3 separate regions of the Mus musculus genome follow, and all the other regions are linked to region 1. The links are chromatin contacts, called in public HiChIP or PLAC-seq and promoter capture Hi-C maps. All regions are on one chromosome and are shown on one strand. The core of a region is the stretch at or near the end of the contact, and the rest is flanking DNA. Distances in the headings are between cores, read along the strand shown. Region 1 holds the start of Cd48 (CD48 antigen). Region 2 holds the start of Ly9 (lymphocyte antigen 9). Region 3 holds the start of Cd244a (CD244 molecule A).

The links. HiChIP or PLAC-seq counts read pairs in DNA pulled down with a chosen protein or histone mark. Capture Hi-C pulls out chosen DNA fragments and counts their contacts.
Region 2: a CTCF HiChIP or PLAC-seq map of CD8 T cells shows a contact between it and region 1, with 15 read pairs. The contact joins the promoter of Ly9 here to the promoter of Cd48 in region 1. A contact is called at or near these places in 15 of 39 promoter capture datasets (the 3T3-L1 cell line, the C10 cell line, the HPC-7 cell line and 10 more), 5 of 15 datasets of contacts at CTCF or cohesin (CD8 T cells, embryonic stem cells, large pre-B cells and 2 more), 57 of 484 Hi-C or Micro-C datasets (B cells, CD4 T cells, CD8 T cells and 24 more), 11 of 115 datasets of contacts at active chromatin or transcription factors (the 230-238 cell line, the HPC-7 cell line, Th2 cells and 6 more) and 3 of 9 other capture datasets (adipose tissue, liver and pancreatic islet).
Region 3: a contact with region 1 is called in a promoter capture Hi-C map of adipose tissue. The contact joins the promoter of Cd244a here to the promoter of Cd48 in region 1. A contact is called at or near these places in 13 of 39 promoter capture datasets (the C10 cell line, the HPC-7 cell line, cranial neural crest and 9 more), 1 of 15 datasets of contacts at CTCF or cohesin (CD8 T cells), 2 of 484 Hi-C or Micro-C datasets (nephron progenitors and pre-B cells), 5 of 115 datasets of contacts at active chromatin or transcription factors (the HPC-7 cell line, bone marrow-derived macrophages, cardiomyocytes and 2 more) and 3 of 9 other capture datasets (adipose tissue, liver and pancreatic islet).

Annotation. Positions count from the first base shown.
Region 1 is chr1:171,680,670-171,684,274 of GRCm38.p6, forward strand. Cd48 (CD48 antigen) reads left to right here and starts at 1,323. Exons shown (of 4, transcript NM_007649.5): 1 at 1,323-1,497. The coding sequence starts at 1,425.
Region 2 is chr1:171,605,011-171,608,691 of GRCm38.p6, forward strand. It overlaps Ly9 (lymphocyte antigen 9), which reads right to left and starts at 2,400. Exons shown (of 10, transcript NM_008534.3): 1 at 2,190-2,400; 2 at 1-309. The coding sequence starts at 2,313.
Region 3 is chr1:171,557,142-171,560,950 of GRCm38.p6, forward strand. Cd244a (CD244 molecule A) reads left to right here and starts at 2,052. Exons shown (of 9, transcript NM_018729.2): 1 at 2,052-2,244. The coding sequence starts at 2,184. Gm35200 (a long non-coding RNA gene) reads right to left here. Exons shown (of 5, transcript XR_373705.3): 3 at 1-1,304.

The DNA of each region.
Region 1 (3,605 bases), core at 73-2,572:
AACTTGAGAATCAACTCTAGGGTGTGAGACACATTGGATCAGAGACCATCTCTGCCTTTGCCTTTCTGCCTCTGCCTCAAGTGCTGGCATGAAAGGGGTGCACCACCACCACGCCCATGTTGAGAACTGTATTTTTTTTTTAGGTTTATTTATTTTTATGTGTATGGCTGTTTTGTATGCATGTACATATGTATGTCATGTGCATTCCTACTCTCCGTGAGAAGAGGTAAGAAGAGGGTGGCAGATCCCCTGGAACTACAGTTACACATGGTTCTGAGCCTCCATATAGATACTGGGAATCAATCAAACCTGGGTGACCTCCAAGAACAAGTGTTGTTAACTACCAAGACACGTCTACAGCCTGAGCACCGTGCTGTATGTTTGGAAGTGCTGCAGCTGGTTCTCCACACCTGCTCTTTGCGTATTTTTGCAACCCTGTCCTCTTTCTCCTGCTTCTAGGAAGACTCTGCTAAGATGGGTGGGGAGTTGGTTTTTGAGATACTATGGGGCTGGACCACGCCTATTTCCGCATCCTGCTGGTCCTCTCATTTTGCCCTACCTCCTCTTCTCAGTTCCTTTTTAATGTGTAATCTAAAACTGTCTCTGCCTAAATCCACCATAAAACCTTGCTCATTTGCTCCTGCCGTATCTTCTCTTCTAGTTCAAAGCTTTGCTGTCTGCCATGCTGGGCAGAGAAAACAGCAGGCACAGTGCAGAAAGGCATAAGAAAAGGGCCGGAGGCTGGCCAGACCTGATTTCTAGAAGATTCTGGTGAGACTCATAATCTTAACATCTTTCTGCATGTGGAGAATAAATGGGAAAGTTCACCATAACTGACACATGACTTAGGCAAACCTGACTCTGAGTTTCAATAAGGTACAAGAATTGATACCTGCTGTAGCTATCTCATAGACCTCTCGTGTGATCAGGAGCATAAGACATGATTCCCAATGTCAGGTAGTGAGTTGACTTGGTGTCTCCTCCTGTAGAAGCAGGCTGCATGCGGAACAGGGCAGAGGGCCATGTGAACGGACAGATGGGCGTTGCTGGAGGTGGCTGGAGATAGTCAACTCCCCTCTGCGACGCTGGTGGTCTCTGCCCAGTCACAGCCTCTCCTTACTCCCCACAGGCAACAGCAGATTCGGCCTCAGTGCTCAAAGTGCACTGCTGAAAAATCCATTCTTTTAAGCCAAGCTATTTTTCTTGTTGATCTCTAGTGGGTAGGAGAATTTGAAATCTCATTCCATGTGGTGTGATGGTAGTGGTCTGCTTTCCTGTTGTGTATGGTAATTCGTGAAATAGAGAAAAAACAGAAAAACCTCATACGACTTCCGGTTTTGGGTTTTGCTTCCTGATTGAAGGGCAGGCGCCCTGACTTCTCTTACAGTTGTCTCCAGTGTTCTGGGGAAGCTTCTCTAAGTATTATGTGCTTCATAAAACAGGGATGGTGTCTGGTCCTGGAACTGCTACTGCTGCCCTTGGGAACTGGATTTCAAGGTAGCTTCCTCCAAGTGTCCGGCTGTGCACTGAAGGCATGGCCAGCTGGGAAAGGGGAGGTGGGATGTAGCTCAACCCTGGAAATGAGCATGCTCCTGGGCTGGGTGCTACCATGCTCGCAGCGGGACTGGGGGGAAGGCTGGGACGTGTTCCTCAGCTCTGGAAAACGAGGCCCCATCTCTTTTCCCAGGAGGACAAGAGAAACGGGACCTGGGGAGGTGGGGAAGTAGGACCCTTGTACTACATATACCTCATGCCTGGTGCTCTGTGAAGGAATTTTTAGTAAGAGGAAGCTCTCTGCTAAAAGGAGCTCCGTTTTTTTTTAATATATTTTTTATTACGTATTTTCCTCAAATACATTTCCAATGCTATCCCAAAAGTCCCCCATACCCTCCCCCCCACTTCCCTACCCACCCATTCCCATTTTTTTGGCCCTGGTGTTCCCCTGTACTGGGGCATATAAAGTTTGCAAGTCCAATGGGCCTCTCTTTCCAGTGATGGCCGACTAGGCCATCTTTTGATACATATGCAGCTAGAGTCAAGAGCTCAGGGGTACTGGTTAGTTCATAATGTTGTTCCACCTATAGGGTTGCAGATGCCTTTAGCTCCTTGGGTACTTTCTCTAGCTCCTCCATTGGGGGTCCTATGATCCATCCAATAGCTGACTGTGAGTATCCACTTCTGTGTTTGCTAGGCCCCGGCATAGACTCACAAGAGACAGCTCTATCTGGGTCCTTTCAGCAAAATCTTGCTAGTGTGTGCAATGGTGTCAGCATTTGGAAGCTGATTATGGGATGGATCCCGGGATATGGCAGTCTCTAGATGGTCCATCCTTTCGTCACAGCTCCAAACATTGTCTCTGTAACTCCTTCCATGGGTGTTTTGTTCCCAATTCTAAGAAGGGGCAAAGTGTCCACACTTTGTTCTTCGTTCTTCTTGAGTTTCATGTGTTTAGCAAATTGTATCTTATATCTTGGGTATCCTAAGTTTCTGGGCTAATATCCACTTATCAGTGAGTACATATTGTGTGAGTTCCTTTGTGATTGAGTTACCTCACTCAGGATGATGCCCTCCAGGTCCATCCATTTGGCTAGGAATTTCATAAATTCATTCTTTTTAATAGCTGAGTAGTACTCCATTGTGTAAATGTGCCACATTTTCTGTATCCATTCCTCTGTTGAGGGACATCTGGGTTCTTTCTAGCTTCTGGCTATTATAAATAAGGCTTCTATGAACACATGCCCTTCTTACCAGTTGGAACATCTTCTGGATATATGCCCAGGAGAGGTATTGCTGGATTCTCTGGTAGTACTATGTCCAATTTTCTGAGGAATCACCAGACTGATTTCCAGAGTGGTTGTACAAGCTTGCAATCCCACCAACAATGGAGGAGTGTTCCTCTTTCTCCACATCCTCGCCAGCATCTGTAGTCACCTGAATTTTTGATCTTAGCCATTCTGACTGGTGTGAGGTGGAATTTCAGGGTTGTTTTGATTTGCATTTCCCTGATGATTAAGGATGTTGAACATTTTTTCAGGTGCATCTCAGCCATTCGGTATTCCTCAGGTGAGAATTCTTTGTTTGGCTCTGAGCCCCATTTTTTTAATGGGGTTATTTGATTTTCTGGAGTCCATTTTCTTGAGTTCTTTATATATATTGGATATTAGTCCCCTATCTGATTTAGGATAGGTAAAGATCCTTTCCCAATCTGTTGGTGGTCTTTTTGTCTTATTGATGGTGTCTTTTGCCTTGCAGAAGCTTTGCAACTTTCTGAGGTCCCACTTATCGATTCTTGATCTTATAGCACAAGCCATTGCTGTTCTATTCAGGAATTTTCCCCCTGTACCCATATCTTCGAGGCTTTTCCCTACTTTCTCCTCTATAAGTTTCAGTGTCTCTGGTTTTATGTGAAGTTCCTTAATCCACTTAGATTTGACCTTAGTACAAGGAGATAGGAATGGATCAATTCACATTCTTTTACATGATAACCGCCAGTTGTGCCAGCACCATTTGTTGAAAATGCTGTCTTTTTTCCATGGTTTTAGCTCCCTTGTCAAAGATCAAGTGACCATAGGTGTGTGGGTTCATCTCAGGGTCTATAAATGGTT
Region 2 (3,681 bases), core at 1,150-3,649, 75 kb before region 1:
CTTTATTTGTGGTGAGGATAACATTCTTTTGGTTTATCTGAGCATGGTAGGATCCTGAATCACTTTTGGTTAGGTTGCTCATGTACAAGGAGTAGCCATCTTCGCTGACTTTGAGTCTGCCATTATATCCTTTGTCCAGAATAGTTATATCTTTTTTGTAGAATACTAAAGCAAGAGCCTTTGGGGGACAATTCCAGATGATATGCTCAATCTCTGCATCCTTTGAGATGTTTAGGGAGAAAGTCACAGAACCCCCTAGCATCCCTGATATCACTGTTGGAGGTGTTTCCTTTCCAGAGGCTCCGAGCCCTGTGGAAACAGAAGAGGGACTTGGAGGAACAGCTGAACTCTTCAAGCCACCTTTCGTTCATTCACCCCATAAACATGGACTTATCACAAATTCCATATACTGAGAAATGAATGAGACCAGACATTCTCCTTCTAAGCCCACTGGCTAGCAAAGCCATTCATTCATTCACTTATGCATTCACCCACTCATTCACCAAACTCTCTTCCATGAAAGTAGCTATAGTAATCCATAAACCGTTTCTTCTAAACTTCTTTTCTAATTGGGAAATTACTCAGGCTATGACTGGGTGAATTTCTGAAGTTTTCTGAGAGTCAGCATATTGATCTGTAAGACTGATAGATTCATCAGAGCTACGTCATGTACAAGGGATATTCTGATAAAACTTCAATGAAAGCAGGTTGTTGCAAACTGTAAAGAGCTAGAAAAGCAAATGACATCATCTCTTTAAAAATAAGATGAATAGGACGATGCTTAGAGGAGTGGAGAGATGGCTAGGTGAGTGATAGAATAAATAAAGTCACTCCCTGGTAGAACCTAGATGCTCAGCATGGGGGGAAAGCTGTCACTAAGAGTCTAGAGAAATAACAGTTATTTCCGAGGGACTGTTCCATGCCACTGTGCTAAGCATGACTCTCTCACTGTTTTCAAGCTTGAAAATGTCTTTATCAGCCTACCTTCCATCATCTAGGAGATCCCAGACTGTCTTTGGCTTAGTCATGTCAAGCTTGGGGTTGGGCAGAGATGGTATCATTTGTTTTGCTTTGTTTTGGTTTTAAGTACAGTCCATATTTCTGATAAATATTGTTATCAAAGCTTTTAAGAGCTCAGGTGTTTGGTCAACACAACTCATTTTCCTATGAAGACTCTGCGGTATCTGTTGCATGACCCCAGTCTAGATCCCCCGATTCCAGGGCTCCTGAGGCTTTGTAGAGTACTCTAGGAATTTAGATCAAATCAGACAAGATCTGAATCCTGGCTACTTCAAGAATTCTGGGTGCAAAAATTATAAGATAAAAAGAAGACAAAGAAGTGTAGCTGTAGGGCTGGAGAGATGGCTCGGTGGTTAAGAGCACTGCTGTTCCAGAGGTCCTGAGTTCAATTCCCAGCAACCACATGGTGGCTCACAACCATCTGTAACGGGTTTTGATGCCCTCTTCTGGTGTGTCTGAAGAGAGCAATGGTGGTGTAGTCATATCATAAAATAAATAAATAAATCTTAAAAAAAAAAGAAGTGTAGCTGTAGCCTAAAGGGAAAGGAAGAGAAGAAGGAGAAGGAGAAGGAGGAGAAGGAGGAGGAGAAGGAGGAGGAGGAGGAGGAGGAGGAGGAGGAGGAGGAGGAGGAGGAGGAGGAGGAGGAGGAGTCACGTTGTCTAGGGTCACCTGGGCATATGAAGCTTCTATGGTCCAGGGGATACAAGAATTAAGACAGGAAGTAGAAAGAAAATCTAACAGTGTTTGTGCCCCCGGAGGCTGCAAGGTGGCTTGTCATCAGAAGGGTTTGCTCTGATTGCTCTGTGAATTTGTATACATTACACAGAAAACAAACCGGAGACAGTGAGTATGAAGGAAACATGGTTTGAGACTGGGCTAGAATATTACCTCCTCATGGTGATTCAATGTGTTTGTTCTCTCTCTCTCTCTCTCTCTCTCTCTCTCTCTCTCTCTCTCTCTCTCTCTCTCTCTCTCTCTCTCTCACACACACACACACACACACACACACACACACTGCATACATACTCTTACATATGTACAGTTCTCAAAATAAAGTATAGTTGCAGAGTACTTACCTAAGGAAGGTAATTTCCTGATTTTACCACAAGAATCTATCTTCCGGGCAGAAGCCCAACCTCAGAGACCGCGTGTAGCAAGCAGAACTTACCCATGAGTAGGAAGAGGAGAGGAATCCAAAGAATGGGAGAAAATATCTGCTGCTGACTCATTCTTGGATTTTCAGAGAGTGGACCTAGAGCCCAGTCACACCAATATCTCTTTAGATCCGCCATGATGGTGTACTTCCAGATTTCAAATTAAAGGAGATGCACTTACCACAACTTCCTGAAGTATGTGAGTGCACGCGCATGCGTGGTTTGTGGTGCACGGTTTGTGGCGTGTGTGTGTGTGAGTGTGTGCATGTGTGCATGTGTGTCCCAGGAAGAGCTGTTTATATTGAGCACGACAGACTCCTGCATCTGCTCAGACTGAGGGAGAGGTCCCAAGCACATCCAGATCCTGCAAGGAAATTGTAAACCAGTGCTGGGCTTCACTTGTTTCAGTATCAAAGATGAGCTCTAACCATGAATCTAAAGATGTCTACTAAGTATCCTCACTTCTGGACATTACTGTCCTCTTCTTGGATTCAGGCTGAGATTAGTGGCTTCTTATAGTGAATAGATGTGACAGAGCTAGTGATATGTCACTTCTGAATACAGGACAAGAGAAAGGCTGTGGCTTCCATCTCTTTCTTTCCCATTTCCAATTCCCCCATTTTCTTCTCTCCTTCCTCTAATTCATGTCATGTGTGTGTGTGTGTGTGTGTGTGTGTGTATGTATATGATATATATATATATATAATGTAGGTTCTACATAGGAAAGAAATTATGAATATCTTTCTGAACCTGGAATATTTCCCTCAATATAATGATCTCTAGTTCTGTTGATTTTCTTGAATGTCTCATTTTCTTTATAATTGAAGAAAAATGCTGTTTTGTTCGTATACGTCATTTTTCCTCTATTGATGAACATCTAGGCTGAGTCCCTAAGTTGGTTATTGTTAATAGTGCCTCAAGAAATGTGGCTGAATATCTCTGCCCTATGCACAGGGATTTTGATTTATGATGCAGAAAAGAATTTCAGGACAAGTCAGTCAGAAGCAAAGTTAGTTTAAATGAGAAAAGAATGTGCACTCTAAGAGAGATGGAATCCAGGGTGATGTGTACCTCAGTACCTTGGCAGTAACTATACATATCTGATTTTGTGGATTTTGGAGTTACATTGTTTGAACCATACAGGCTATACATGGGGTTAAAGAGTAAGTAAAAATATTCTGGTATGCATATTTTATATAAAACATTTTCCTTTTGTAGATGAGATTATGAGGTGGTGTGTAACTTTCATTGTGTCGGTTTCCAGATAAGAAAGGAATATTGACAAGATAAGAACATAGACCACAAGACTCAAGGGAATTCCCTCTGTGTGTGGGTGGCACAGAGGTCAACATTGTATTTTGACTGTAAGCATGATTCATTAATTGTCTTAAGAATCTTGGTTGTGGTATTTTCTCAGAAAGGGGAACATAAATCCTTTGCAGGCCATCTTACAAGTGGCTTCATGAGCTGTGTTGAGATTTTTGACTCTTAGCCTGTATGAGATGG
Region 3 (3,809 bases), core at 802-3,301, 120 kb before region 1:
TTGAACTCAGGACCTTTGGAAGAGCAGTCAATGCTCTTACCCACTGAGCCATCTTTCCAGCCCAACATTCTACTTTCTAATACTACCATACAGTTGGTTACATTTTAAGATATGAACTAGAAGGGTGGGCACAAACATTCAGATTCATTTATTTATTGATCTTTTATGTCAATAATAAATAATAAACAAACAAACAAATCAGAATGTTTGATCCTAGCTCTCAGAAGGCATAGATAGACAGATCTCTGAGTTCAAGGCCAGCCTAGTCCACAGAGATAATTCAAGGACAGGCAGAGTTATAAAGTAACCCTGTCTTAAAAACAAAAACAATAACAAATAAAAAATAAAACCAAAAATCTCTTTGGGCTGGAGAGATTGTTCAGCAATTTAGAGTACTGACTACTGTTCCAGAGAACCCTGGTTCAACTCCCAGCACCCAAGGGCAGCTGGTCTGTAATTTTCAGTGCCAGGAGATCTGATGCCTTCACACAGACATAAATGTAGGCAGAACACCAATGCAATGAAATAAAAATAAACAAAAAGATTACCATACAAAGTAAGGGGTTTTATTATAGCACTTTCTTTTTTCTTTTTTTTAAATTTATTTATTTATTTTATGTATATGAGTACTCTATTGCTCTCTTCAGACACAGCAGAAGAGGGTAATCAGATACAATAACAGATGGTTGTGAGCCACTATGTGGTTGCTGGGAACTGAACTCAGGAACTTCAGAAGAGCAGTCAGTGCTCTTAAGCCATCTCTCCAGCACTTATTATGGCATTTTCACACCAGTATATTCCAGAGCTTTCTATTCAAGCTCTCAAGGATAGCTATTAATTTGGTGCTGAAAACTATCTTGAAGGGAAGCCAAGTTTCCATTTCCATGTATTGCTTACCTTCAGGGGGAAGATCATAGATTTGTGTTTGTGTGTGTGTGTGTGTGTGTGTGTGTGTGTGTGTGTGTGTGTGTGTGTGTGTGTTCACTTGGGCATGTGTGGAAGTCAGGGGTGGAGTCCATCCTCCCTCTTCATCAGGAGGATTCTGGCGATTATGCTCCGGCTGGCAGGCCTGATGATGAGCACCTTAACCCACTGAGCCATCTCGCTTACCCAACTGCTGTTGACTGTGAGGACTCAGAAAGCAATTTGGTCAGCACTACACAGGTTGCAAGTTGATGAGCTGGAGTTCAAGTCCAGGTCTTTGACTCCAAATTGACTGTCTGTCTGGTCCAGAGCATCCGTTGCTTGCCACCACTGGCAGCCACCTGTCCTATAAAGGCCGCTCTTGCTCAGTGTTGGTCGGGCTAGAAACAGATCAAAGAATGGAATGAGAGGATGGGCTTGGGAGAACCACACGTGTTTGTTGCTAAGGGGAAAAGAAGAGGAAAAGAGCAAGAGGCCTGGCTTCTGGATATGGCCTTGAAGTAAAGGGTCCTGAGGGAGTGGGGTTCGGGGTGGGGTGGGGTGGGTACCACTGACTCCACCCCTCCTTGGAGTTCAAAGGATCTCTGCTGCCTGCTCTTCTACAGGATGAATCCAGCCACGGAAGGGGGTGAGCACCACAAAGCGTTTCACATCCTTTGGTTGTGGAGGGGTGAAAGGAGGAACACAGTTTGCATATGTTGAACATTTGAGATCAGACTTCCTGGGCTCATGAGATTTTTCCCAGCAAGTCTAAATGTTATGTCTCTTCCTTAATCACCCCATATGCTCTTCCTCTTCCACGTTAGTACCTACTTACTCAGGGTTCTTCTTCTCAGGCCACCCTACCCCTAAGTTCCTTCAGACTTCTGCTTCCACGGTGTATGCTGGTTTGGGGCAGCCTGGAATAATGACTGTTGGTTTTCTTTCCCACCCTGTGGGAGCCACTAAGAATTCAGCACCAGGCTGAGGAGGACCAAGGGCTGGGATTTTGCAACTGGTTTTTTGTGAGTCACTGTGCACTCTGAGTACCCACCCACTGGAGGCATCTTAGCTTGTGGGAACCCACGTGGAGGGACTGAGGCTTTCTCGGTAGCCTTGTCAGTGCACAGCAGAAGTGAACAGCCTTCAGTTGAGGAAATTGTGGCTGGACAGGCAGTGAGGTAGTTCTGCTGTGTCCTGCTGACAGTTAGCTGCGAGCCTATTGACATCTGAGCACCTGGAGAAGACAGGGCCCCCGTAGTCTGCTCTGTCCTGTGGTGATGTTGGGGCAAGCTGTCCTGTTCACAACCTTTCTGCTCCTCAGGGCTCATCAGGGCCAAGGTAAGGATTTTTGTGTTGGTGTGGGATGGGGCCTGGCATACACCCATGGGTGCCTGAGTGTGTGAGGGAGATCAGAAGTTAGAGCCTCTGATTATGCCATTTCGATAGTCACCTGGAACACAGAAAGCCAGAGGAGAGGTTAGAGAAGGTGGTCCAGGTCCTTAGGGCTATTGTAAAGTGGGTGGAGTTTAGTCTGTATGAAAACTGTGGAAAACTGGAGCGATGTGTGTACAAGCCTTCTCTGGAGCAATGTGTGCATTAGCTTTCCCTTTTCTCGCTCTGGGAGTGGATTCATCACCAGCCATAGCTTTTTCCTTCATTCCGACACAGTTTCACACAAACACCACCTTGTCATTGTCACCTTCCCCACAGAATTCGTGTCCATTCTGAAGAAAAGGATGGTCTGGGAGTTGTGAGGAGTCCCTGGATGCTTTGGGTCTGGGTGAGGTAAGGTAGAGAAAAGAAGGTAGGACAGGCAGGGTCTCACGAGTCAGCACAGAGACTGCTCCACTTTGGGTGGGTTGGGTTGAGCCTTGCATTTCTCAGGGACTGTTTTCTAGTTGTCACTGTGCTGGAGGGGACCCCGGGAGTCCCTCTAGCAGGCCCAACTCATTTGCATTCAGCTTCTGGTCACCTTACCTCCTCTCAAATGAGGCATGAATGGAGGAATCTCTTCCTGAGGAAGAGATTTTGGCTCAGGACTCAAAGAGACTCTGGTTCAGTAGAAGTCACCCCAGGGGCAGCCAGATGATGATGACAAACCTTTCTTACTAAAGTGTGATATCTGCATATCAGTGTACGTGTCAGTGAGTCACTTTTCTGATGACTTTGGGACAATCGTGCGTTTATGTCCACTCATTGTCTACTGTCTTTCCCATAAACATAAGCAATATTCTCACTCCAAATCTCACAGATTAGTTTTGCCTGGATGTACGTGGCATCCCATGGTATGGGTTCCTGACTTCTTTTACTTGACACTTCTATGACGTTTGTCTATGTATCTTATCTCTTTGATGGGAGTTTCCAGTCCCTGCATGCCATGCATCTGGGTGAGATAAGACAACTCCATCCCAGGCTTACACCATCCTCTGCTCACTCTCTTGAGGGTGAGCACCTGATCTTTAAAATGGTTTTACAGTAGTGCCATGAGCCTTTCTGTCACACAGCAATACACCTTCAAGGTCACATCATGGGGTCTAAGTGTCTATATTCTTAGTGGGTGTTGTCAAACTGTTTCAGGAATGTTTGAGCCATCTAGTACATGGGATTTCAAGTTGTCACAAGGCAACTGGCATTTTGTTCTGTGTGCCTGTGAACAGGAAATGAAATTGCAATGATGTAGAGCCCACAAAGCAAAAGGCCAAAGCCATGGCTTGATAACTTCTTTGACATTTTGCATGCAACCCCTATAGCAGAGCCAGTCATGAATTAATTATCATATTTACAATGACTTTTCTATATTATGAGAACTAGGCAAAATTTAGCAAGGAAACAGTTGAGCTGAGGTCAATTTTTTGTTTTTAAAGATAGAATCTCTCATATTCTAGGCTGTCGTATAAGACCGA